Regions from separate parts of the Mus musculus genome. Here all the other regions are linked to region 2. A link is a contact called in public Hi-C, HiChIP or PLAC-seq and promoter capture Hi-C data. All regions are on one chromosome and are shown on one strand. The core of a region is the stretch at or near the end of the contact, and the rest is flanking DNA. Distances in the headings are between cores, read along the strand shown. Region 1 holds the start of Paqr7 (progestin and adipoQ receptor family member VII). Region 2 holds the start of Pnrc2 (proline-rich nuclear receptor coactivator 2). Region 3 holds the start of Cd52 (CD52 antigen). Region 4 holds the start of Stmn1 (stathmin 1). Region 5 holds the start of Sh3bgrl3 (SH3 domain binding glutamic acid-rich protein-like 3). Region 6 holds the start of Zbtb40 (zinc finger and BTB domain containing 40). Region 7 holds the start of Pdik1l (PDLIM1 interacting kinase 1 like).

Region 1 (3,649 bases), core at 325-2,824, 1.4 Mb after region 2:
TGGTGATCCAGGCCCAGAGGAACGATAATGCCGACATTTGTCTAAAACTAACTCCAGAAGCAAGGCTCCAGGCAACTTCTGGGCACCCAGTGTGGGTAAACGTAGACGGGACAAGCTCTGGCAGGCTTTCGGGTCTCTCAGCAACCAGGTCGCCTCCCCCTTTGCAAACCAATTCTCCAATTCAGCTCAACCAATTTAAAGAAAAGGCTACCTCCGCGTCTTCCAGGACTGAACAAGAAACTATTGGTGTTTCACACTGCATTGTGGGTCTCCATTTGTACTCAGTAACGTGATCAGAATGGAAATGTTAAGGACATTTTCCCCCAAAGTTCAGACACTCCCACGGTTCCAAGGAGTACCCTGAAAGGGAAGATCTTCATCATGGTGTCCCCGGGTACCCAACAAGAACAGTCAGCTTGGGGAATCCACCAAGCCTCCTCTCAGTGCATAGCCTGAGGCAGCCTAAGGGGCTTCAGGGGCTGCTAGGAGGAAATCCCCCAGGTTAAGGCTGAGGGTGGTGGTGGGGCCTTGTCTCTTTTCCTATCTAGGGCAATCTGGCTTTCCTGACGCTAGGGAAGGGATCCAATATTCTGGCCTGGTAGCCCTCCCACCTCTCTAAAGCTTTCCTTGGGGGTTCCCCCACAAGGATCTGCAAAACATACCACACACACACACACACACACACACACACACACACACACACACACACACACACACACTTCCACCCCTGCTCCTTCTTGTCCCATTATAACCTCGCTCCTAGAATGCAGCACATAGCCTGTGAGGTTGGTTGTTCCTGCCCAGGGTGTGATCCTGCTGCACAGGCTGTCTCCCATGCCTAACTTCTGCAGACGACACTGAATTATTCTCCCCATTCCACAAGCCACAAGCTCATAGGCTTTACTCCAGCCCTGGTCCTCCTTCTCCATGGCATGCTACCTCTGGTCCTCCCATAATCCTTCTGCTCTCCCCACTCCCTTACAGTGACCCCCCCACTGCTCCTCCGGGGGTGGGGTGACCTCAAACGTTTCTTCTTCCGGTCCCCTCCTTGAGGCTAATTCCCTTGGTGACCTCTCCTCACCCCTACCGGGAGGTGCTCCCCTACATAACTGTCCGGCTGTCAGGGTCCTGCTGTCTTCGGCCTCGCCCCATCTTCTGCCACCTGCCCACTTCCGCCACTGGGCACCGCACGCATGCAGCTAGGAGCACACCCCCAACCCGCGTGCCGGGGGAGCACTTCTCTACTCCCAGCCCAGCCCAGCCCGGCCCGGCCCCGGGATCTCCAGGAGCAGTCTCACCTGTGGTCAGAGCAGAGCTAGGAGCTGTCTGCTGCGTCCCCCGCGCTGGAGTCGCAGATAAAGGGGTAGCGGCCACGCCCCAAGCCCGGAGGGCGGCGCTGGGCACCGGGAGCTCAGCCGCCTCCGCCAGTCTGCAGCTTCTCGCCTGGCGTTATGCAAGCTCAGACTGCAGGAGGGGTCACTCCACGACGCATCCCGGGACTTCCTGCGGCCACAGTACAGTCTGAAAATAGAAGGCCCAGAGAACCTAGGCTCAGATAAGAGGCTGCAGACTCCTGCAGAGTTTACCCACTTCCCCAAAGCGCAAGCTTCGCTCTGTGATAGTTGCAAGAGAGTCGGATGAGTGTCCCAAGAGCTCTGAGGCAAGCTTGAGCTCAGCACATACCGCTCATGCCTCACAGGGCTACTGTAGTCCAGATGTCGCTCTCCCTGGGGAGCTGCGTCCCAAACTGGGCTCTCTGGCTTATCAAAGTCTCATCCCGTGATCTCTGACATTTTCCCTGTCCTGATTTGTCTAGATCTCTGTCAGAACAACCACTCCTGGTTGTCACATCTTCCAGGTATGGGACCAGCAGAGAAGGTGAACAGCCCAGTGGGTTTTTATAGGCAGGGTATGCCTCCAATAAATACTTTCTTACAGTGCCTCATGTGCCTGCCCCTTCTGTGGTGTTCATACCTAACAAAAATGGAGTACCAGACCGGGTCTTGAGTAAAGAGGCCTGATTGGTAGAGGCTAGGGCCCTGTCCTTTACTGAGCTTTTGAGTCTAGAGCCCTGACACATTAACAGGATTGAAGCCTGTTGCTACCCCAGCTCACCCTGCGACCTTGGACAAACCTTGCTCTTTTGGGCCTCAGTGTTATAGAGATGGCAGTACCACTTGACAAGGTGTTTAGGTCAAACGGTGGACATGAAGGTCTTTGGAAACTGCAAAATTTCCCTCTGTACTGTGATGAGCATATTATCTTAAGAGAATTGTATGTGAGAGACTGGCCTCTCATTCAACAAATTCAGACAAACGCCCACATTTCCTGAATCCATGGGGCAAGCCGACAGGCCTGCCATCCCGTGCCTACTACTCTGGAGACTGAGGCAGGAGGATTATTTGAAGCCAGGAGTTCAAGGGCAGCCTGGGCAACATATGGTGACTGTGTCCTGATAGGATGAATAAAAATGAGAGACTTTGCAGACAGTGGTGGCAGCGGTGGCACACGCCTTTGATCCCAGCACTCAGGAGCCAGAGGCAGAGGCAAGGGATCTCTGGGTTCTGGGCCAGCCTACTCTATGGAGCTAGTTCCAGGAAAGCCAGCGCTAAACAAAGACATCCCATCTTAAACAAAACAAAACAAAACAAAACAAAACAAACAGTAAGGACTTAGAAGAAGCCTCGGACTCAGCTTCTATTTTTGGCAGGAAGGTCAAGCTCTCACTGCTTTGATTCTTTGTTTCCGGTTGGTTTGGCTTTTGTCAGAGGTGGTATGTTTTTTGTTCATTTGTATGTTTTTAAAGGCAGAGTCTCACCCAGCTCCTGCTTGGAGCTCACAAGTGAAGCAGAGGCTGAGGTCTCCGGCATACACCACCACATCCTGTCCCCTCTTGGTTTGTTTTCAAATCCACGGTTTATATGTAATGTTCTTGGCCTGTGGCAAGCGGTGAGCCAAGCAGTTGCCATGACGACCTCTCTTGATCTAAACCATCCCCTGAAACAGGTTCTGTGTCTACCACTCTACACAGTGGGGAAGCGAGCTCTGAGCAGCCATGGGGCCTTCTCTATGACCTTCTTCAAACCTCGAAAGTTCCTTTGAGGTGAATGTGGTGGCCACTGTTTTATGGGTAGAAAAGTCGAGGCCTAGAGCCGGGAAAGGTGCATCCAGGCTCAGGCGGCTGTAGCTATGTCCGGTTCCGGCTCTGGGAAGTGACTCAGGAGGTTTGCCTGCAAGAGAGAAGTCGTTTGGCCATGACCCTCTGAGAGCCCAGCAGTTGTGTGAGGACTGTGGTTAGCCAGTCAGTGCCTATCAGCTCCATGCAGGGCCTCTCAGGTATGCTGTTGATCTATGGCACACTCTGTCACCGTCTTTGTCTGTGTCTGAGGAAACAGGTTCCAGAGTGTGACCTGCCCAAGGCCGTCCAGTCGCCTAGCACTGGACCTGGATCTAAGCCAGCTCTTATCTTGTGGTGCAGGGATGGTATGATGGAGTAACCCCAGTGTTTCCTTCACGGTCTTGCTACTCAGCAACTCCTGTCCCCAGCCCAGGCAGCAGGAAAGCAGCGCTGGGAACACCGCATCCACAGCTCATTTCAGGCCCTTGGGTGAGAAGCAAGACCTCCATGGTCCAGAAGCACAGACCCCAC
Region 2 (3,333 bases), core at 237-2,736:
CAGGCCTCTCTGTAAGGGCTTACGGAGGACCTGTCACCCTCTTTTGGCCTCCCAGGACACTGCAAGCATGCGATGCACAAACCAAACAAAATCAGACAGGCAGACGGTGATATTTCGAAGAAGGAATTCTTTTTTACACATGGTCCAGAGTTTGGAGCTCTTGTGGACTGGTAGCTATTAATGAGCTAGAGACAGTGCTAAGACATGGTGAATGCCGGAACCATGCTCTCCCAAAGGGCAGCCTGACGCTGACCTTGTAGGAGAGAGCAGGCTCAGCCAGGTGGCAGGACACAGGCAGGCTTCATGGCACCCAAGCTTTCCGACAATGTGGGTAATGGTGTCCTCTATGTCAAGCACCTTTTAGGCACAGAGAAGAAGGGCACATGAGCCCAGGCTCTTGAAACTCACTGTAGCATTATGCTTTGAAGTGTGGCACCACTGAGATGTCCTGAATCCAAGAACACTGGAAATCAGAATAGCACCTTGCCCTTAAAATTGCTGAGACTGGAATGAGATGACATAAGCAAAAGTCTAGCATGAGGTAGGGAGCAGATAAAACACCCTAGATGCATTTGGACAGGCTTGCAGAATTCTGGACCAACTTAATTCTGGACAGCAATGGCTATATAGATAGATGTGTGAGTGTGTGTGTCTTATTTGCATCACAATTTGGAGCCAATGAAACGTTTTTGTTTTGCTGAGATGGGGGTTTTGCTATGTACTCCAAACTGACCTCAAAACTGAGAAGCTGTGATTACAGGCCTGAATGAGGCAAGACACCTGGCACATTTACCCCCAGAATTATTCACTGAAATTGGTGTTCACCCTTGAAATGTTGACTCTAGGATACACGTTTTTCTTTTTCTCTTAAACAAAAGATATCTCTCCTTTCTTTCCCGAACCTTGCTGTCATTCTTGAGCGGTATATTTCTTTTCTCTAGTTTTCCCACTTTCGAAACAAGACCAAAAAATGTGTAGGGATCCAGCAAGTGCTGTGTATAGAAAAAGCAGGCCCTGATAGTAGTGACAGTCTCAGGTACCGAGAAAAAAGTGAAGCTAGATCAGAGGAGACATAAAAAAGGAAGGTGGTCATGTGCAGAAATAGTTGCCGGGCTCTGGGTGGGGTGAATATGACCCACGGCAGCTCTGGGGCTGGCCCAGTGACCGCAGGACAGAAAGGGCCAGGAACAAAGACGGGCGCCGCGCAGAGGTCTGGTCACGGAAGTAAAGTACGGGCCCCGCTGCCAGAGGCCAGCAGAAGAGCAGCTGCCCTCCGCCAGCCGGGGAAAGTCCAGCAGCGCGGCTCCCGAAGCGGGCCAGTTATTCCCGACATGCTCCTCCCGCAGGATTTCAAACCATGACAACAGCCACCCCGCACTCCCCCCCCCCCCCGCGTGCCCCAGCAACAGGCGGTGGCTGGCGTCTCATTGGCCGCGGGACGCGCTGCCGCGTCCTCATTGGCTGCACAGTCTCCGGTCCTCTTCCGCGCTTGCAGCGGCCTCCATTTTGTCGGGAAAGGCAGTAGGAGGTTGGTCCCCAGACGGAGTTGTGATCCGTGACTCGTTCGTGGGCTGTTAGATCCGTGCATCGTTTCTCCCTGTAGAGGGAAGGAGGCTTGGAGGTCGAGAGGGAGCCGCCGCCGCCGCCGCTCGAAGTCGGTGAGTGTGGCGGGGGCGGCCATGTTGGCCATCGCGGGCACCATTGTTGGGCCTGGCTGAAGAGGAAGTGAGGCCGGTCGGGTGCGACCGACTCCCTGGGAGCGGAGCCGCGGGCTGAGGCTGCGAGCTTGCAGGTTCACTGTGCGGGTGACTGCGAGTGCGGGCCTTCTGACTTACAAAGTCGGAGGCTTCTCAGCCTTGTGAGGGTGTTTGCTAATTAGAACAGAGAAACCTTTCCCCTTAGAGGCGTGATCTTTAGGAATGTAAGGTTATTATGGTTTGTGAAAAATTATGGCACCCGTTACCGGAGTCATAGGCGAAATCACGATGCGCGCTGTTGGGAACAGAACCTTGATGTGGAAATGGCTGTGCGGGTCCTAGTTTCACTTTAAAACGGGTAAGAGTTGCAGGTAAGCCCCCAAGAGTTGTAAGCTGATATTTATGAGGTCAAAGAAAGTCGTGGTCTCATACATCATCTATGAAGCTTTGAGGAAGCAGCGACAGCCATTTCTGTAGAATGTCTAAAAGATCACTTTTTGGGGTTATTTTCAAGTAATTCTCTTTCCTTTTCTAGCTAGGACTTCTCTCAAACTTGTGTGCTGAGGAGACTCGATGTGGACCTCAGCTCCTAGGCTGAAATCAGCAGACTGGCTCATGAAAACTTGTGTACTGAGACAAAGGAAAGGATCTAGCAGAAAGCAACGTCTCTTATCCTGGGCTTGGCAGCAAGGAAGAGGACAAGTAGTGGAAATCCTTCAATCTGAAAAGCAAACTGAAAGGTATAAAGATTCCCATCACAGTGGGGCCAATTATCTTAGGAGTGAAGCAATTCTAAACTATTAAGGTCAGCGGCCATGCATGGCGATGCTGCAGTATTATGTGCCTGTAATTCCAGCACTCCAGAGTTTGGGGCAAGACTGCTTAAAGTTGGAGGCCAGTCTGGTATAGGAGACCCCACCAGCCACGGGTGGCTTTCGGTGTGTGGGGTTATTTCTTTTAGCTTGTACAAAGAATGAAAGAAGAGCTTGCTTTAATTTTTTTCTTCTTTCAATTTCACAAACTGGTATCTAGCTCACGACTTTAGTTTTTTGAGGTAGATGGTTTTGAAGTCGAGCCTAATGCCATCTTGTCATATTTTCTTCAACACTTCTAGAACTGGAACTATGGAAACATCACAAGGAACATGTGGAATTTATTGTTTACATGTATTTACTTACAGGTGACAAAGAAGCTGAAGATGGGTGGCGGAGAGAGGTATAACATTCCAGACCCTCAATCTAGAAATGCTAGTAAGAACCAAGAACAGCAAAATAGACAGAAGAGCAAGGATCAGAATTCTTCCCAGACGAAGATTGCTCATAAGAAAAAGGAACGAGGACATGGGTACAATCCAGCAGCAGCAGCATGGCAGGCCATGCAAAATGGGGGAAAGACCAAGAGCCTTTCTAACAACTCCAACTGGAATGCTGGTTTATCAAGTCCTAGCTTGCTTTTTAAGTCTCAAGCTAGTCAGAACTATGCTGGAGCCAAATTTAGTGAACCACCATCACCAAGTGTTCTCCCCAAGCCACCAAGCCACTGGGTTCATGTTTCCTTGAACCCTTCAGATAAGGAAACGATGACATTTCAACTTAAAACCTTACTTAAGGTACAGGTATAAAGTTAGTAGGTGTTA
Region 3 (3,572 bases), core at 368-2,867, 1.8 Mb after region 2:
CTGTGACTCCAGTTCTTAGCGCATCTGATATCCTCTCTGGCCTTCACAGGAGCCAGGCATATGCATGGTGTACACAGGTGAAACACTCATATGCACACACACACACACACATACATACACACACACACATACACACACACACACACACACACACACACACACACACACTTCTTTAAGGATTTTTTTTTTCCCAAAAATGATTCACTTAAAATAAAGAGCAGAGGAGCAGAGGAAATGGGGCCAGACCCAAAACTAATCAAATCTTGCTACCGGTTCCTGGATCTCAATGGTCCTGAGCCTCCATAGAACCAATGGTAGGATCCATCCACCATTTCCCACGACTTCTACATCCACTCCACTCTCTTAGCTCCCTTCTCTTGTCTGATCATTTGCTTGCCTGTGTGTTTTCAGACAGAGTCCCAGGTAGCCCAGGCTGGCCTCAAAGTCACCATTTAGATATAACTGCCCTTGATCGTCTCCTGGGCTCTACCCTGAGTTCTGGGATTACAGGGACTCAATCTTTAAAACAAAACACAATTGCCATTTATATAACAGTTGCTAGAGTTAGGCATTATCAATATACAGGGCTTTTTGGTTGTTTTGGCTTATTTTTGTTTTGAGCCAGAATATTTTTATTTATTTATTTATTTATTTATTTATTTATTTATTTATTTATTTATTTATTTATTTTTGAGACAGGGTTCTCTGTGTAGCCCTGACTGTCCTGGAACTGACTCTGTAGACCAGGTTGGCCTCGAACTCAGAAATCTGCCTGCCTCTGCCTCACAATTGCTGGGATTAAAGGCGTGCGCCACCACACCTAGCCTGAGCCAGAATCTTAACTATGTAGTTCAATCTTGGAACTTGGAACTCACTATGTAGCCCAGGCTAGCCTCAGACTCATAGAGACCCACCTGCTTCTGTCTCCTAAGAGCTGGCATGCTTTTTATTTTAATGATTTTTTTAATTGTATATGCATTGATATTTTGCCTGCATGGGTGTCTGTGTGAGAGTGTTGGACTCCCTGGAACTGGAGTTACAGTTGTGAGCTGCCATGTGGGTGCTGGGAATTGAACCTGGGTCCTCTGGAAGAGCAACCAGGGCTCTTAATCTCTGAGCCACCTCTCCTGCCCCTTGTTGGCTCTTTTTAAAGTAAGTGATTAGTCAGCAGTGTGATGTAGGGCTGCAATTCCAGAATTCAGAGGTTGAGGCAGGAGCAGCTTGAATGTAAACCCATCCAGAGTGACATAGACCATGTCTCAAAATACAAAGATAAAAAAATAAGGCTTATCACTGCAGCATACTTTTTTTTTTTTTTTTTTTTGAGGGGGATGTTAAAGACTTGTAAATTCAGCCTCAGGCCTGAGGTCTGAGTTGTCAAATCATGAAAACAAGATTCCTTCCCAGGACACAGGGCTCCAAGCCTGGAAACCATCCATCCATCCTGCCCCGTGTCTCCATGTTGCTCTGTATGCCCTGCCTGTGCTTCTTTTGAGAACTGACAACTCATCTACAGGAACCTCAAGGCTAGTTTCATCCACCCCCAGGTTTGAAAGAAGGAAGCTCCTTTCCCCGCCCCTAGGCCCTCCTTCCTCCCGCCTCCTCCCTTTCTCTTCTGCAGAAAAAGCAGCCAGGTTCAAAGTGGCCTGCAGACTGTCCTGAACTCATCTCTCAAAGCTGCTACAGAGCCCAGGAAGATTTCAGGATGAAGAGCTTCCTCCTCTTCCTCACTATCATTCTTCTGGTTGTGATTCAGGTAAGGACAGCTCCTCCTAGAGTCACTGCAGCTACCACCAGGTCTTAGCTTAATGGTTTGGTCCAGGTTCTGGGGAAGGAATGCAGGTTCTCGGTGGTGGTGGTGGGGACCCTTGCCTTCTACCACAGGGACAGAGATAGATGGTCGCCAACTGGAAACCAGGGATCTAGGAGGGCCTATATGGCTGGGTTTCTACTCCTCACAGGCGCTATCAGACTGGCCTCAGAGAGGGAAATCTCAGAAGGTGTCTGATGTGTGAAGCTACTCAGAGGGTTCTGGGTAATTCTGGATCAGGAGAGGAAGCCCTGATGAGGAGAGCCGCAGAAGTGGCCCTTTTGAGAGGGCTGGAGAGAGGTCTAATAGACTGCCATAGGTGACCGAGGGTCCCCTGCCCCTGCCATAGTGAATTGTGGGTGTGCAGGAATACAGAGACAGAAGTCTCCCATATACTCTGCAGATCAACTGCCACCCTGGGAGGCATCCTTTGTGGCACTATGTACGCAGAGAGGCCTGATTAGCACAGGGAATGGAGCCATCAAGTTCTTGATCAAGAACATCTAGACCATGCATCAAGGCAGTTTGATGGCCACCAAAACTAGTTTGATGACCATCAAGGGCAACTTCAGTTACTGCCCGATCAAGCATCAAGGACAGCTTGTCACCTGCCATCCCCACCCCACCCTCTGCCAGGGGCCTTACTCAGGCCCGTCACGTGTGATACTCTGGACCATGGTGGACTCTGATCACCAGGAGATGAGGAAACCGAGGCTCTGGGAGGGGAAGCCCACATTTGGGTTTCTGTTTCCCTCTTTGCTGGAGGATCTGGCAGCCTGAAAAGTGGTGGGAAGTTTCGAGGTGGAAGAATGACAAACATGGGGGCTGCCTTTCCCTTGCCTGTGATGAGGTGGGAAGCCAAACATCTCAACAGGGCTGATGGCAGTTTTATGGAAGCCTAGAGTTGAAGAAAGGGAACAAAGGGGCAGGAGCCCTCAACAGAAGGTTCAAATCCTACTGAGCAGCGCTTCTCTTGCAGATACAAACAGGATCCTTGGGACAAGCCACTACGGCCGCTTCTGGTACTAACAAAAACAGCACCTCCACCAAAAAAACCCCCTTAAAGAGTGGGGCCTCATCCATCATCGATGCGGGTGCCTGCAGTTTCCTCTTCTTTGCCAATACCTTAATGTGCCTCTTCTACCTCAGCTGAGGTGAAGGCGCAGCTTCTGAAGCCCCGTGCTCCACCCACTGCTGCCACCATCAGTAGCGAGAGACATCCCAACCCACGGGAAGGGTTGATAGCAGATATCCAAGGAGGCTAAAGTTGACAGCCAATGGCCGGAATGGGAGCGGGGCCGTGACACCCAGCTAGGGCACAATAAAGTTATACTTATGCTTAGATGGGGTCCCACGTGTGATCGATCACTGCACATCACTGGCCTCAGGAGTCATGTGTGCGGCAGTATTAGGAGTGAACCCAGTACTGCCCTTGACTCTCAAGCCCCACACACCCCAGGTTCAGGCAGGTGCCCAGCCCATGCCCTTGATGTCTTCATACTGATAGATTCTGGGAAATCACATATTGTTTGGCTGTTTCTCTCAAAACTCCCAACGGGAGTACTACAGACCCAGAAGCAGCCCGTGTCTGGGAAGGTTTGCGGAAGGATGGCTCCCAAGTCTCTGACCACATGCCTTCTATCACTGGGCAAGAGGATGAGGAGGCAAGGCTTGCTACCCACACCCTCAGCCAGGGAAGGCAGGAAGGACCAGCAGCCCCTCTAACCACCCTGCCCTCCTGGGCTTGGGGGTGGTCTTTGGA
Region 4 (3,459 bases), core at 505-3,004, 1.4 Mb after region 2:
ATTTCTCCACATTTCTCCTATGTCATCAGCACAAAGGGGTCTCAAATCACACCCTTGACAATGTCAGGAAAATCATTATGTGAAAATCAAGAAACATCATTAAAATATCAATCTAGAAACACTGGGACATATTGAGATATTTTCATTGAGTAACGCTGGCAGCAGAAAATCAAATTAAATGATATTCTTCAAAGAAAGAAAATCTTGGAATATCAAAACTCAGGGGTTCAATCACAAGGTTGAAGAATTCCGTCCCTTAATGTTTTTGTCCTGCCCAACATAAGATATTCCAGATTCAACCCAACAATGAGATCGGAGCCATCTTAATTCTGTCTACAACTCATTGTGCAATTGAAATACCCACCCCTGCTTTGTCTGTGTCTGCCACGGTGAATAACACCCAAGCTGGCAGCCAATGATATTCAAGTCCTATTGTTCCTAGGGTTTAAGCTACTAGCCTCACAGTGAGAAAATGAAGTTGTATGAACCTCTAGGTTTCTTTTGAGGGCAGGGTCTACTTAATCCAGGCTGGCTGTAAAATTACAATCCTCTTGCCTCAGCCTCCTCAGGGTAGAGGGGTGGGGTTTAGCCCACTGGGTTAACACTTAACATTTGCAAAGCCCTGGGTTCCATGTTCGATGCATACATGGGCGGGGGGGGGGGGCAGCTTCTGAGTGTTGAGATTACAGACAAGCGCCACCACACCCGCCTGAGGTTTGTCACATTTGATGCCTTATGTCGCAAACATTTTTTTCAACAGTTCTCGAGTATTTTTTTTAAAAAGATCACCATTCTTTTAGCCCCGAAGCGTATGACTAAAGGTTCCAAACACTAGACACTGCAAAAACGAAGCAACGAAAAAAAATGCATTTATCTGTAGCAGAGCACCCAACGCAGCAGACTACACAGCATGGGCGTGGTCCTGGCCCAGGCGGGCAGGCTGGCGGCCCGGGCCAATCAGAACACGCCCTACGCTCCGGCCCCTGGCCCCGCCCCTCGGCTCCCCGCGCCTTTTCGAATCTCCGCGAACCTCTCCACGCTCGGGAGCCCGCGCGCGTGGGCAGCGACAGAATGGGCGGGGCCAACGGTCCTCCGGGGTGGCCCCGCCCCTCTCGGGCTGGCAGCGCGCGGCCGTCTGCCCCCCAACTCCCGCCAAAAACACCTCGCGGACACGCAGCCCTGGGGTGGCTGTAGAGGGCTCGGTCGCACGGCCTTCACCCACTGACGGAGTGCCCAGAGCTGTCCGGGACCACCGCCCCGAAGCCCCGGGAGACCGGGCGGGCGCCGCCCCTCAGCAGCACGAGCGCCCCCAGCCTCGCTCTCCTTCAGACAATGGGGACCCCCCGAACAGCCGCGCCCGCCGGGCGGTAGATGCAGAGGACGGCTCACGCCTCCTATTGTCTCCACGCTCGCACCCGGGCTAAAGCCCAGCGCTGGCCGCGCCCCCTCCCCTCCAGCCCGCATCTCCAGGGAATAGGGACAAAAGCCAAGGCTCCGCCCGAGCTCCACACAAAAGACCAACGCCCCCCACCCGCTGGGGCTCGGGGTCTCCGCCCATCTCCTGTGCCCGGCTGGGGGACCCGCCGCGTTCCCGGCTGCTCCCCAGCCCGCCGTAGCCTCCGCCTAAGCCAAGCCTGCACCCACCTGCTCGGTCCGAGCCGCCTGGCCACACTCTGAGCACCAACAGACCTGGGCGCGCACAAAAGCGCCAAACAGCGGCACGTGACCCAGACCAGGCGCTCCGCATTGGCTGCGGGTGACGGCACGTGCCAGTCCCGCCCCGAAGCCTGGAGAGCACCGCCTCTCTGGAGAGAAGCATTTCGGGAATTGTAGTCCGGGCCAGGGGGGCAGGAGGACAATGCTAGGGGTGGGGCACTCCTGGTGGGGGGTCTCTCTAGGTGTTAGCCGGGACTAGCGTGGGTGGGTGGGGTGTCTCTGATCGGAAGAGCATTTGGCTGCGGCCGCAGGACTGAATCGGTTATGGGACTCTCTTTAGGAAAACTGCAGGGCGAGGTGAGGAGCAGGGGAGGGGTCGGTCCTAACCTACTTCTTTTAGACCTCGACCGACTGGACTCTACCTCTACCCAGCCATAGGAGTTTATTTGGCTCCCTAAGCAATATCCCTTTTGATGCCATACCCCTCCCGGTCGCCTAAAACGCCCGAAACCCTGTGACAAGATAGTGCCACTCCACGCCCCTGCACGATCCTCTACCCTCGGTGTCCTATCACGGACACACGGCAGCTTGTCACCTGTAGCGCAACAACGCAGTCCCTAACCCATTTCCTACTGGCAGATTACGGGCGTGGTTCTTCCCTTGGCCACTTGCATTCTACCCTTCAGCCTCCCGAGCTGGAAACACTGGGATCTAGGCAGGACAGCGGGAGGCTCTGGAATCTGATCTTGGGTTTAACAAAGCCACTAAGCTTAAAGGCAGACTCCATCTGGACTGCTAAAGCCTTGCGGTGACAGGAAAGGGAAGGGAAGAGCGATGGCAGTTCTAGATACACTTTGCTCCTTTTGTTCTGAAAGCACGTGCTCCCTAGAGCGGGGCTGGGCTCACTTTGAGAATGTAAACAAAAGGAGCCACAAGGTCACGGTTCCCTCTGGCCGGGATAAAGCAAAACTATAGCAGAGACACAAAGGAAATTAGCGTGACCCTGTCTGTCTAAGAACCTCTTCTCTCTGCTGACCAAAGCTGTGTCCCCACGAGGTGGTCATTTCCCCAAAGCACCTGCTCAGAAACTCTTCATTGGGTTTACCATTTTATTAATGGATTTGGTCTCTCAAAAGCCAACCCATACATACAACAGCTTCTGTGGAAACAATCCTAATTTTAAAACAATCCTACATCTGCTTAACCAAGAGGGAAGCACCCGAGATAAAATACAATAGGCATACAGGACAGTGAAAACTGTATTGTGCAGACAACGTACAAAGCAAGCAATTGGCAAAGTACAGTTGTCTGGAATATGCTTATAGAGGCATATTTTCCAGCAATTGCCCTTGCGTGGGGTCAGTCTCCCTCTGCCCCCGCCCCAGCCAGTCTAAGTGGTTCTTGCTTAGCATGTGAACAACAGGAGCCAGTTCTGCGCAGTGGAAGGCTTTTCCCTCTCAGAACGCAGTCTCACAATGGCCTGATGCTTCAACTTTCAGAATGGATCCCTGAAGTCATTTTTAGAACTGGACAGGAACGAGGATTAGACCTTTCTGAAAACTGAGAAGCTGGGGGAACACAAATGTGCAGAGACCTCCATAGCCACGAGGTTCGGGAACTTCTGAACCAGCACTTTGTCTTGAAGTCTTTGTATTGGATTTGGAGATGTGTGTGCAAGATCCCACCCATGTGATACATTTTTTTTTCAAATACAAGATATGCCACGCAAAAGTCTCATATTTCTATTAATGTTGTGACAGAGGAGAATTAATCTCTCAAAACACTGATTATTTTGAAGCATTT
Region 5 (3,414 bases), core at 176-2,675, 1.7 Mb after region 2:
CATGGACCTCCAGGGCCTGAGGGGCCGCTTTGCCAGTGTTTTAACAAGTTTATGTTTTCTTATGGAGTGGCTTACCTTTCAGAGTAATCACACCCAGCTGACCATCCCCTCAGCCTCCGGGCTGCTGCCTCCTTAAAACAGAGCTTCCTGGTTGGTTTCCACCCTGTTATCGGGAGCCCAGCCTCCATGCTCACGGGTATTTTTCTTCGTAAAGTTTATAAAGTTATTTATATGACTCTTTGTTAAGTCGACTGGTTTGTATTGCCTATTTTGATTACAGAATAAAACATTTAACAAACACTCCGGTTTCCTAGTGCCTCCCAGCGTCCCCTGCCAGCCTGCCTGTGACTCTTTTGAAGTGAGTTTAGGCAGATCCAGTGTGGAGGCTCAGTCTTCCCACTTCTGCTCTGGGTGGCGACAGATTAGTCTCTGCCCACACTCCTGTGTTGCAGAGAGCAACCGCCGCCAGTTGTCACTACAAAGTTGCACACCTCTCAGAGGTCAGCAGCTTCTGGGTTTCTGTGGCTTTGAGGAAATGACTTCCCCAGAAGCAGACAGGCAGTTTGCCTCAGCAGGCAGCAGAATTGTGTTGTTCCTGCGCCATTATTTATGTAGCCCCAGGTCTACTCTTGGGGCCTATAGTGAACCTGACAGAGCTTGATCCACAGTTGGAATGGGTGCTGGACTCTCTTCCATCTCATTAGCTGAATTCTTAAAGTTCAAAGATGTGGGGTGTCATTTGCAATGTAAAGGTAGAGTTAAGTTGGGATCACCCCAAAAATAGCTGTGCCAAGGGCCAGTGCAAGCCAGGTTAAGTCGGGGCACCAGCCTTTGACTCCGCACACTAGCACGCTCGCTGTCCCGCAGCCTACTTCCTCCCCCTGGCTCCTGAAGGGTGTGAGCCGCTCCCCCACCCCCTCGCTTACAGCCACCACCCCTTTCTTGTCTGAGCCTGTTTGAGTGGAGAGGTGCTTTAGAGAAAATGTCCTGGCTGCACTGGCCCTCCCCGCCCTCCAGCGCCCCACCACAGCTTTCCCCCCGGCCCTTGCTGTCTAAGCTTGCGAACTGACCCGCCTTCCAAAGTTCCATACTGAGCTGTGCTATTAAGAGACCGGGAGACCTGGGTGGCACTGCTTTGGCCACTGAATGTACACAACCCGGGTAGACTGGGGAAAGCTTTTAACTGAACCGGTCCGCCTGCCTTCCCAGCTTTTTCTGCCTTTTAGCCGGTCCCCAGCATGGGGCTGAGGGGGAAGTGGGGGAGCCAAGTAGCTGCAGAGGACAGGGGTCCTCCCGGCTCCAGGCCACGGAGCAGGGCGGGGTCATGCAGGCCCCGCCTTACCCGCCTGCGCAGCTCATTGGTCCCGAGAGCAGTGACTCGCGGGCGGAGCAGGAAGGAAACCGCTCCCAAGCGCGGCGGCGGCAGCGTAGTTCCTAGCCGTGCAGCTGCCGCTCCCACCGTCCCTCAGTTGGTCTGTGTCCCCCGCCTGCAGCATGAGTGGCCTGCGCGTCTACAGCACGTCGGTCACCGGCTCCCGAGAAGTAAGTGTGTGCCTGGGCCGGCGCCCGGAGAGGGTGGGCCGTCTCTGTGCTCCGACCAGCGCCCGGGAGCCGCCCCCACGATGGAAGCAGTGAGGTGCGGGGTATGGCCTCCCAGGTCTGGTCCAAGGGCTGGGCCCAGCCTGAACCCCCGCACCAAGGGCCCCTCGGCATCCCCAGCGTGAGCTGCCCACGCTCATTCCCCCAGTATAGGGCCATCCATTCTCTTGCACCAACCCCCGACCGCTTTAATCCCGCTTCCTCTCCACTGTGCGGCTGTGGAGGAGGAGATGTGTCTTGTAGAGAGGGCCTGCCCCTCGCCGAGTCTAGCTTCCCTGTCATGCACAGAACTTGCCCGTCTTCTTTCTGAAACTCTAGTAGTTTACCTGTCTATCCTTGGACCCTTCCCATCCCTTAGTGGCCAGAACCTCCCCTCAGAGTGGGCAGGATAGAAGCTGTTGCTCACACCCGAAGGAATTCCTCCCACAAATCCTTCAGCTTGCCTGCCAACCCTGTCAATCCTCCGCCCCTAGATCAAGTCCCAGCAGAGTGAGGTGACCCGCATCCTAGATGGGAAGAGGATCCAATACCAGCTAGTGGACATCTCCCAGGACAACGCCCTTCGAGATGAGATGCGAACCTTGGCTGGCAACCCCAAAGCTACCCCACCTCAGATTGTCAACGGGAACCACTACTGTGGGGTATGGGGTTTGGGTTCTGGGAGGTGTTGGAGGACTGCAGCCAGGGTCAGACCTGGGCAAACAACTGGGGTGCCCTGCACCTCGACTCAGGTGACTGCCTCCCTTCCTCAGGACTATGAACTCTTCGTGGAGGCCGTGGAGCAGGACACACTGCAGGAGTTCCTGAAGCTGGCCTGAGTCAGGATGGCCACCGATCCTATCCAGCTAGCTCTTCACCAGGCCTTGTAACCAACTCCTTGTCGTCCTAATCTGCAAACCCAGACCCAGACCCTTTCCGCAGCCGCCTCCTCTTCCTCCAGAGGCAACATTCCTTATTCACCAACTAGTCTCAAAAGATTGTCTTAAGCCCTGACGATGGCTGTCCCCAGCCACACCTTGGGGCATCCTCTCTGCCTGGCCCTGTCTGATGAGCATTTCTGTTGCTTCCATCAGCCAGAGCTCTGCCAAAGGCCCCGCATCCCCATCCTAGGAGTGCCCTAGAGACAATTAAATGTCCATTCCTCTGGTGCTGACTGCTTGTGGTGTCCGGGTCCCTGCCTGGCAGAGGCAGATAGTTCTGGTGGTGTTTGGACTGTCCCAGGGCTGCCGCTGCGTGTGCGTGTGCATGTGTGTATGTGTGTGGAACACATGGCTGGCTGGCAGCACATGACCATGATGGCTGAGTCACCCTGTTTCCCATGTAGGTTCTGCTGTCTGCCTGCCTGCCTGCCTGAGGGTGGCTGCCCCCGGGCTGCCTCCCGTGTTGGAGCTGACTGATTCAGTGTAGGGGGGTGATGGGGGCGTGTACAGCTGCAGCAGTATTAGATTGGGTCCATGGGGGTAGTTGTGGCACTGGTTTTGTGCACACTCTGGAGAAAGTATCCATGTGAGCTTGTGGATCTACATGCATCTGGTTGTCTTCAGAGGCCTCGCCCCCATTGAGGCTCCCCTGACCCAGCTGAGACAGAGAATGTCAGCCCAGCTAGGGCTGGCCACTCCCTCCACTGGATTCACTTAGTACAACTTGGAGAACAGGAACCCAGGGGACAAAGAGTCAGTGGCTATGCCGGCTGGGGCTCCAGTTATAGGCCTGAGCATCTCTACCACCCCCTCCCTACAGTTACAGGCCTAACCCCTCTCTGGAGAGCCTTGTGAAGCTTATGTCAGGGGCGGCACTTTATTCAGGGCAGTGAGC
Region 6 (3,557 bases), core at 1,053-3,552, 1.2 Mb before region 2:
TCATCTCCCTGGCCATGTGGTCTTTTCACCACGTGTGTATTATTTATTTGCCTGGGGGCAGACATGTGCCACAGTGTGTGTGAAGGTCAGAGGACAATCTGTGGGTATCAGTTATCTTCTTTTCGTATACAAGGTTTCAGGGAAGAAACTCAAGTTATCAGGCTTAGTGGCAAGTGACTTTACCTGCTGAGATATTTTGCTTGATACCATATATTCCTTTTAAATTAAGGGGCGGGGGAAGCTTTCAAATATCCTACTTTTGGGATTGGGAGATGTAGCTCAGTGGAAGAGCCCGTGACTATCATTTGCAAGATCTAGGTTTGATTCCCAGCACTGAAAAAGAACCTATTCTCTGCAACCACTGTCACGAAAATTATGTATGCATAGTGGCCTCTTTTCTTGTGATCCCTCCTTTTAATCCTTGTGTAATACAGAACCTGGCTTAGCAGAGGTGCTTAAAACTTGCTTGAGATGCAAGTCACCTCCATTTCTATGCAGAACAGTGGCCAGTAGCCACATTGTTCTTTAAAAACACTATAATTTAGTACTTACTTGTGGAGCACCTATGTGCTGAGCACTGTCATAGGTATTTCCTAAACCTGTCAGCTCTACATTGGGGGGGAGGGGCTCCTGCTATAAGTGGGGGATCAGTCCTCCCAACAGCCATAGGTGAAAGTCTAGAGGCTACGGAAATGATAAATCTGATGCTGATGGTGATCTGTGTGGGTAACAGTGGCCAGGTGACCGTGCACCTGGTAGGGCCCTATCAGATACTGGTTTGACTGTGGCAAGAAGGTAGTGGCCGAGTGCTGACAAACCACCGACAGGGAACATGGTGTGGCACCTTGTCAGCTTGACACAACCTAGAATCTCCTGGGAAGCGTCTCCCTAGGGGATTGTCTACATTGGTTTGGTCCCTGTGTGTGTGTGTGTGTGGGGGTATCTTGAGTAAACCAATGTCAGAATACTCAGTCCACTGTGGGTGGCCCCATTCCCCAGGCAAGGAGTCTTGAACTGTGCCTGCAATCCAACTGGGCACAAGCAAGAACATGCATGCATTCACTTCTCTCTGCTCTATGGATGTGGTGTGATTAGTGGTTTGAAGTCTTTGTCTTGCCTTGACTTCTCCAAGGTGGTGGACTAACCTGCAATTGTAAGCTGAAAAAAATCTTTCCCCCCTTGGTCCTCCTCCTTCTTCCTGGTCTTATTATGTAGCTCTGGGTGTCCTGAAACTACACACACACACACACACACACACACACACACACACACACACACACACACATCAAGGTAGCCTCACAATTCAGAGATCTGCCTGCCTCTGCCTCCAAAGCACCAGGATTAAAAGATGGGTCACTAAGCCTGACTCATTAGACTTTTTTTTGGGGGGGGAGGGGGTTCAGGATATTTTATCACAACAAAAATTAACTAGAACAGCTGCCCAGAGTGCTCTAATGACCCAGAGTGTTCTAATTATTTATCTTCAGCAGTAGCTGCAAACTGCAGTCACAGTATTAGATGACAGAAATTTGAGTGACAGCTCTGCTCCATAGGTTCGGTTTCTGTTTTAAAGGTATTGCATCAAGTCGAGCTGACAGCGACAGTGCTGGGGACGACTGAATATTGTCATTGCCCATGGAACAGCTGTAATCACATTGGGAGCTAGACATAGCAACGAGAAGCCTGGATCTCGGACAAATGGGTCTCCATGTGATGCAGGGACAGCTCTCATGACCAGTGCCAATGGGGCTCATGTTAACTGGATCCGATTCACATCCATTTGACTGCCAGGACACTGGACTCGGGGTTCATAACCAGCGTGTGGTGCTATAGGTTAAAACGTGAGAGGATAATGGCAAAAGAAACCCCGTGTACACCCATACCAAGCCCAGTCCAGAAATCAGTCTCGTTCTCGCCCTGCACATGACTGTTTGTTACAAAAGAAGGAAAGAAATCTTTGTCGTCTCTTCGCAGCAAACCTCAGAAGTGGCTAGGTAAGGGATGGATCATGCTATGGAACATGCTAAGGAAACATCTCCCAAGGTACTGTGAGGCGAAGGTCAAAGGTCAAGAGCAGACCAGGTTCCAAACTTGGAAGCCTGCCATTGGTAGAAAGCGTGCACGTGATGCAGGGACAGCCTTCTCGCGAGACCGTCCCCCAGCACGTGACTACGGCGTGCGCACATCCGGGCTACGGCCCTCGGCGTTTTCCCCGGCCCCAAGATGGCTGCCTTTTGGCGTCTCCAGCGCTGTTGAATGGAGAAAGCTTTATTGTTCCCTTCGGGCAGGAGTGTTCGTGTCCTCAATGGCGCTGTCAATAAAGAACGGCAGTTTGAATCGGTGCTGAGCAGGTAACCATAGAAACGGCGCTGGGACTCTGCGCGGAGACCCCTGTCGCGGCGGAGGCTCCCGAGACTCCCTGAGTGAGGGGCGCCCCAGGACCCCTGGGGGACGCAGGGGATGCGCGGAGCGAGCTCCGCCTGGCTCGCGTCGGTCACAGCCGCCGCCGTCCGCTGTCCTCGGGACGTGGCCCCCGGGAACAGCCCTCACTTCGGGCGCAGCCTAGGTTGTTGCGTCCCGTGGAAGGACGCGGGACACTGCCTGGCATCTGCGGCCCTCACTCCCCGGCTCCCGGGCTGTGCTGCGGACGCCCCGGCCCAGAGGGCTCCCTCCCATCTCTGCTCTCAGCTTTTGTTTATCCGCTGTAAAACAGTTGCGGGGAAATAGAAGTCGTGGGAAATAAAACTTCAGCTCCCAGCAGTGAAGTTGCACGGAGACGCAGCTATGGTCGTTTTTTGTTTTCTTTTTAACGGGTTGTCCGGCCGCTCGCCTGCCGCGGGGCGGGGGAGTGCGCGCAGTTGCCCCGGCTGCTTTTCGGCTTTGATGGAAAGGTCCATAAAGCCAGAGTCATTTCTCTCCGGCGCTTTACAGAAGTTTGCCAATCCTGGCCCGAGGCACAGTTGACACGATATGTGACTAGCTTCCATGATGCCGTCAAGCTAGTGGTCTCTCATTCCTTACAAAGCTATCACCCGCCCAGTGTGTGCAATTGGCCATCTATTTTATGTCTCTACGTAGCTTTGCAGTGTATTTTCCCTGCACAAAACGTGAAGTGTGATTAGGGTGTGCTAGCTTATAGGGCTGGCAATGTGAGGCTGTCGCTGGGAAATCCCCCTTGTATGATAGCCTAGGTCACATTACCTCAAACTGTAAGTTTTCTCCCTCTGGGAGTGCTCTTCCTTGGAATTGTATCCAAATCTTGGTGTGGGTTATAGCTGTTTAAGCAATCAATGTAGGGTTAGGGTTAGGAAGTGCAAATTTTCAGTGCTTGGCATAAATTATGCTCAATGTAGACATGGTTCTTCGGTGACAGGTTCCCATTCTGTCTTGTGCTTGTTTTGACACAGACCTCATGTAGCCCAGGCTGGCCTGGAAATAAATAAATATACGTATATGTATTTGTGTGTGTGTATATGTATACACACATATTATATATATACATATATATATATATATATATATATATATATATATATATATATATAGGCTGGCCTGGA
Region 7 (3,754 bases), core at 1,127-3,626, 1.6 Mb after region 2:
CTGCAATGGGTGCAGGCTGAGCCTAAGAGACCTCCACAGCACACCCCCACCGTGACACACTCCCTCCAACAAGGCCAAGCCTTGGAACAGTACGACTCCCTAGGGGCCAAAGATATTCAAGCAACCACATCCCCCAAAGGTAGAAGGTGAAAATGAACTCCACTAAGTTGTCCTCTGACATACATCATACAAACATAAATCCATAATTTTATATTTAAGGTTGCTCAGGTGTGGTAGTATATACATTTAATCCCAGCAACACTCAGGAGGCAGAGGCATCTCTGAGTTCAAGGCCAGCTTGGTCTACAGAGACAGTTTCAGGCCAGCCAGGGCTATAAAGTGAGACCCTGCCTCAAAGGCAAAAGAACTGTAGAATGTAAAGTAATTCTTTTATTGGACGGATAGGCTTTTTAAAAGTTTAAAATATAAGCAACTAACTTTGTTAGTCACATAGAAGATGATGGCACACCGTAAAACACTAGTCTTGTTAGCTTCAGCTGTCAACTTGCCAGCTTAGCTATTTGAGGAAGTGTCCAGTGGGGGATAGCCTCTATCAGACTGGCCTGTAAGCACATCTGTGAGGGGGTTTGTTGATTGCCCAATGTGGGCAGTGCTATTTCTAGGCAGGCCAGCCTAAACTGTTTAGAAATGTAGTTGAGCCATGACCCTGGAGCAAGCCAGTAAGGAGCCTCCCCCACCCCCCACAGTTCCTTCCCTAGTTCCCTCCCTGACTTCCCTCAGTGATGGATGAATTCCCAGTGACCCTAACCCTGAAGGTTTAAGTCAAACAAACCTTTTCCTCCCCTAAGGTATTTTTGGTCAGCAATTTTTCTTTTTAATCACAGCAACAGGAAAGCAGCTAGAACAGGTACGTCCCTTGACGATCCCGTGACATTTTATGACCACAATAAACAAAAAGACTACTCTCATGAAGAGATCTCTTCCTAGTCCATCCTGTTTAACACTGGTAGCCGGCGTCTACTGAGCTTTCCTATTTCCCCCTACTTTCCAGGGCAGGAAGCAAGTCTTGACTGACTCAGTATTCCCAGAAAACGTGAGCACCAATAGGAGGATGGCCCTCAGGACAAACTCTGAATAGATTGCTGGGCTTTTATTAGGAGGGGCTGGAGGACGTTACACTAGGGTGCGAGTGGGTGTTCTAGGAAGACAACTTTTGGTCAATGTGGCAGGTGTTGGTTTCCTCGCCTATGAAAGCAGCAGGGTCAGTAGTAAGGTCTTTACTTTTGGAATATGGTTCAGATTATATAGAAAGTTGCCCAGACCCCAAATATTAGTTTCATAAGCAGATGACAAAGGATGATCCTGGAGGCACTGAGATGCTTAGGGGGCAATGAAGGCAGGATCAACCTTACTAACAAGCAGTAGGTACAGAATAATAAAGAAAAGAATGGGCGTTTCTGGCAGATGCTTACTCAATCTGTGTAACTAACGACGGGCCGGCCAGTTGGTCCTGGTTTCCAAGTGACTGTCACCCCGATCTCAGGGCAACTCAGGGTTATGACTGACAACTGCTGGGGGCATTTGAAAGGTTTTGTGCACGTATTTGAAGAACTCCGGGGGACTGCAGTCCTAGGAGACCTGTTTTGTGTCCGTACACCCGCCTAAAATGGGTCCCAACTCCGGTTCAGGCCAGCTAGGCTGCGCGCCGCAGCCAGGTAGGCCACACCCTCTCTCTCACCCAGCAGGACGCCCCGATCCTCAAGGCCGGGAACAATGAGGTTCCGGCTTCTTTAAGGGAGATACCACCGCGCCGGTGGGGCAGGGGACAGCATCCTCCCAGATGATCGCACCCAGGCCCGCGTCGCTGCCTGGGCCATTGTGCCACCCGCAAACACAGCTCGGTGCCTCGGAACGTAGGTGCAGCCAGCCTCCCAGCACTGGCCGCGCCTCCCCACGGACCCGCCGCCCAGTCCCGCCACCAGCGAGGAAGATGCACCGGGCATCCGGCCCCAGCGAACCGCGCGCTCCAGCCCGCCGCTCGGTAGGTCTGAAGAGGGCGGGCAGCGTAGCCCGCCACGGGGCACGAGCACCGCCGGCTCGGGCCAGCGGCCGCAGCTTCTCTGGGGTCCCGGGACGCGCCCCCCGCTGCGGCTGAGGGCGACCGTCCCCTGCCGCCACCCCTGCAGGGCAGCATTGGTCCGCTCTGCAGCGCGCACACCGCTGGAAACGCTCGGCTGTGCGCCGCGCCAGGGCAGCGACGGAGCGCAATGGCCAGAGCCCGCGGAGGAGAGGCGGGCGCTCGCCCGGCAGCAGGCGGCGCTCGGCTTGCGCACGCGCGCTACGGCAAGCCGGAGGGGGCGGGGCCCGGCGTGAGGGGGTGTGTCCGCGCACCACGGGGGCGCGCGCCGGCTTCTGACTGGAGGCCGCCGCGGCCGAGGGCGCGAGCTGCGCGATAATGGCGGCCTGCAGAGCTCATGAGAGGGAGAAGCGGCGGCGGCTGCCCTGAGGTAAACCTGGCCCTTCGCCGTGCCACGGATGCCCCGCAGTCAGAACCGGTCTCCCTGCATGTGTCTCTGTCCCCAGCAGGCCTGTCACGGACCTCTCAGTGGAGTCATCCCCGGGAAGGCCCGGTGCTGCGCCGGCCACCGGCCGGGGACTGCGGCCTCCGTTCCCGCCCGGGCCACTCCCGGAGTCCGGTCCCCTAGGCTGCAGCCGCCAGGAGTTGAAGCGACTGCGAGGCCCGCTCAGGGGCCACGGGAGGGTCCCTCGGGGTTTCCAGGGACGGCCGCCCGGAGTGAGCTTGCTGCTTGGCCAGTGAGCGCGCCTCGGCGACAGAGCGAGCACCGCTGGCCTTACTTGTCCCCGTCCCCGGCACCAGCAGGTGCATGTCCAAGCCGCCGGTGCCCAGCCCCGGAGGGAGAATGGCAGGCAGGCAGGCAGGAGGGTCCGGGACGTGCCATCGTAAGGCGCTCGGGTTCTCGAAGGATGCTTCAGCAGGGCGTCTCTCCAGCCAGGACCCCAAGGATTTGATAGACACCGTCCTTTCTTATGCAAGGAAGGCGTTCTTCCTTGGGGGGGGGGACCTCTGGCAAGTGGGAGAGGACAGGGGACCGCTGCAGAGAAAAGAGTCACTTGGAAGTGCCTAGTAACCGGGAATCAGCACAGAGCAGGACAGAATGGCCCGCCCGGTGACAGGAAACCTGACATTGGGGAATCCAGGAAGAAATTGAAGGGTAGGCGACCAATACAAGGAAGTAACTCAGGGCAAACCTCAGGAACAGTCATTTTCTTTTAAATCTGGCCAATGAACTTAAAGTAGTCGTTCCGGGAGTCTCCGGTTCCCGGGGCAGTCACTTTGTTTACCTGGTTGTGCAATGTAAATACAATCTTACTCTTCCTGGCCGGCGAAGACAGTGACAGTGAGTGAGGGAGCGTACTGCAGACTCTCCACTCAAAAGAACATTTCTCTGTGGGGCCTGTGCTCCAGCTTGCCTTTAAATGATTTCTCAAGGTACAGCGCCAAAGGACTTTGTCAGAGGATTCCCTGTGATGTATAGGATGCTCCCCCTTTGGCCAGAAAAGACCTAGAATTAAATAACTATGCTAAACAACGATAAAAAGGTAGTTGACTTACTTCATTTTGAGGGAACAGCTCTGCAAAAACTTTATTTGTGCCCATTTTGTAAGAAACAAATAACTAAGCATGCTGGTGCAGGTCTATAACCCTAGTTTTTGGAAGGTGGAAGCAGGAGATTAGGGTCATTCCCTGCTATATAGTAAATTCAGGGGTAGC

The links. Promoter capture Hi-C pulls out the DNA fragments that hold promoters and counts their contacts. A called contact is a pair of places that touch in the nucleus more often than the background predicts. HiChIP or PLAC-seq counts read pairs in DNA pulled down with a chosen protein or histone mark.
Region 1: a contact with region 2 is called in a promoter capture Hi-C map of liver, with 4 times the contacts expected there. The contact joins the promoter of Paqr7 here to the promoter of Pnrc2 in region 2. A contact is called at or near these places in 3 of 39 promoter capture datasets (hippocampal neurons and liver).
Region 3: a Hi-C map of B cells shows a contact between it and region 2, with 5 read pairs. The contact joins the promoter of Cd52 here to the promoter of Pnrc2 in region 2. A contact is called at or near these places in 2 of 39 promoter capture datasets (the C10 cell line and pre-B cells) and 1 of 484 Hi-C or Micro-C datasets (B cells).
Region 4: a contact with region 2 is called in a promoter capture Hi-C map of liver, with 2.8 times the contacts expected there. The contact joins the promoter of Stmn1 here to the promoter of Pnrc2 in region 2. A contact is called at or near these places in 3 of 39 promoter capture datasets (liver and pre-B cells).
Region 5: a promoter capture Hi-C map of liver shows a contact between it and region 2, with 4 times the contacts expected there. The contact joins the promoter of Sh3bgrl3 here to the promoter of Pnrc2 in region 2. A contact is called at or near these places in 4 of 39 promoter capture datasets (liver, neutrophils and pre-B cells).
Region 6: a contact with region 2 is called in a promoter capture Hi-C map of pre-B cells, with 3 times the contacts expected there. The contact joins the promoter of Zbtb40 here to the promoter of Pnrc2 in region 2.
Region 7: an H3K27ac HiChIP or PLAC-seq map of thymic regulatory T cells shows a contact between it and region 2, with 7 times the contacts expected there. The contact joins the promoter of Pdik1l here to the promoter of Pnrc2 in region 2. A contact is called at or near these places in 1 of 39 promoter capture datasets (pre-B cells) and 1 of 115 datasets of contacts at active chromatin or transcription factors (thymic regulatory T cells).

Annotation. Positions count from the first base shown.
Region 1 is chr4:134,494,686-134,498,334 of GRCm38.p6, reverse strand. It overlaps Paqr7 (progestin and adipoQ receptor family member VII), which reads right to left and starts at 1,574. Exons shown (of 2, transcript NM_027995.3): 1 at 1,299-1,574.
Region 2 is chr4:135,871,999-135,875,331 of GRCm38.p6, reverse strand. Pnrc2 (proline-rich nuclear receptor coactivator 2) reads left to right here and starts at 1,486. Exons shown (of 3, transcript NM_026383.3): 1 at 1,486-1,658; 2 at 2,233-2,437; 3 at 2,878-3,333. The coding sequence starts at 2,896. The coding sequence ends at 3,318.
Region 3 is chr4:134,093,118-134,096,689 of GRCm38.p6, reverse strand. Cd52 (CD52 antigen) reads left to right here and starts at 1,617. Exons shown (of 2, transcript NM_013706.2): 1 at 1,617-1,756; 2 at 2,790-3,152. The coding sequence starts at 1,706. The coding sequence ends at 2,963.
Region 4 is chr4:134,466,615-134,470,073 of GRCm38.p6, reverse strand. It overlaps Stmn1 (stathmin 1), which reads right to left and starts at 1,754. Exons shown (of 5, transcript NM_019641.4): 1 at 1,645-1,754.
Region 5 is chr4:134,126,744-134,130,157 of GRCm38.p6, reverse strand. Sh3bgrl3 (SH3 domain binding glutamic acid-rich protein-like 3) reads left to right here and starts at 1,425. Exons shown (of 3, transcript NM_080559.2): 1 at 1,425-1,542; 2 at 2,073-2,240; 3 at 2,352-2,752. The coding sequence starts at 1,495. The coding sequence ends at 2,417. It overlaps Cep85 (centrosomal protein 85), which reads left to right. Exons shown (of 14, transcript NM_144527.3): 14 at 1-300. It overlaps Ubxn11 (UBX domain protein 11), which reads right to left. Exons shown (of 15, transcript NM_026257.3): 15 at 3,378-3,414. The coding sequence ends at 3,401.
Region 6 is chr4:137,047,440-137,050,996 of GRCm38.p6, reverse strand. It overlaps Zbtb40 (zinc finger and BTB domain containing 40), which reads left to right and starts at 2,302. Exons shown (of 19, transcript NM_198248.1): 1 at 2,302-2,351.
Region 7 is chr4:134,285,875-134,289,628 of GRCm38.p6, reverse strand. Pdik1l (PDLIM1 interacting kinase 1 like) reads left to right here and starts at 2,376. Exons shown (of 3, transcript NM_001163794.1): 1 at 2,376-2,468.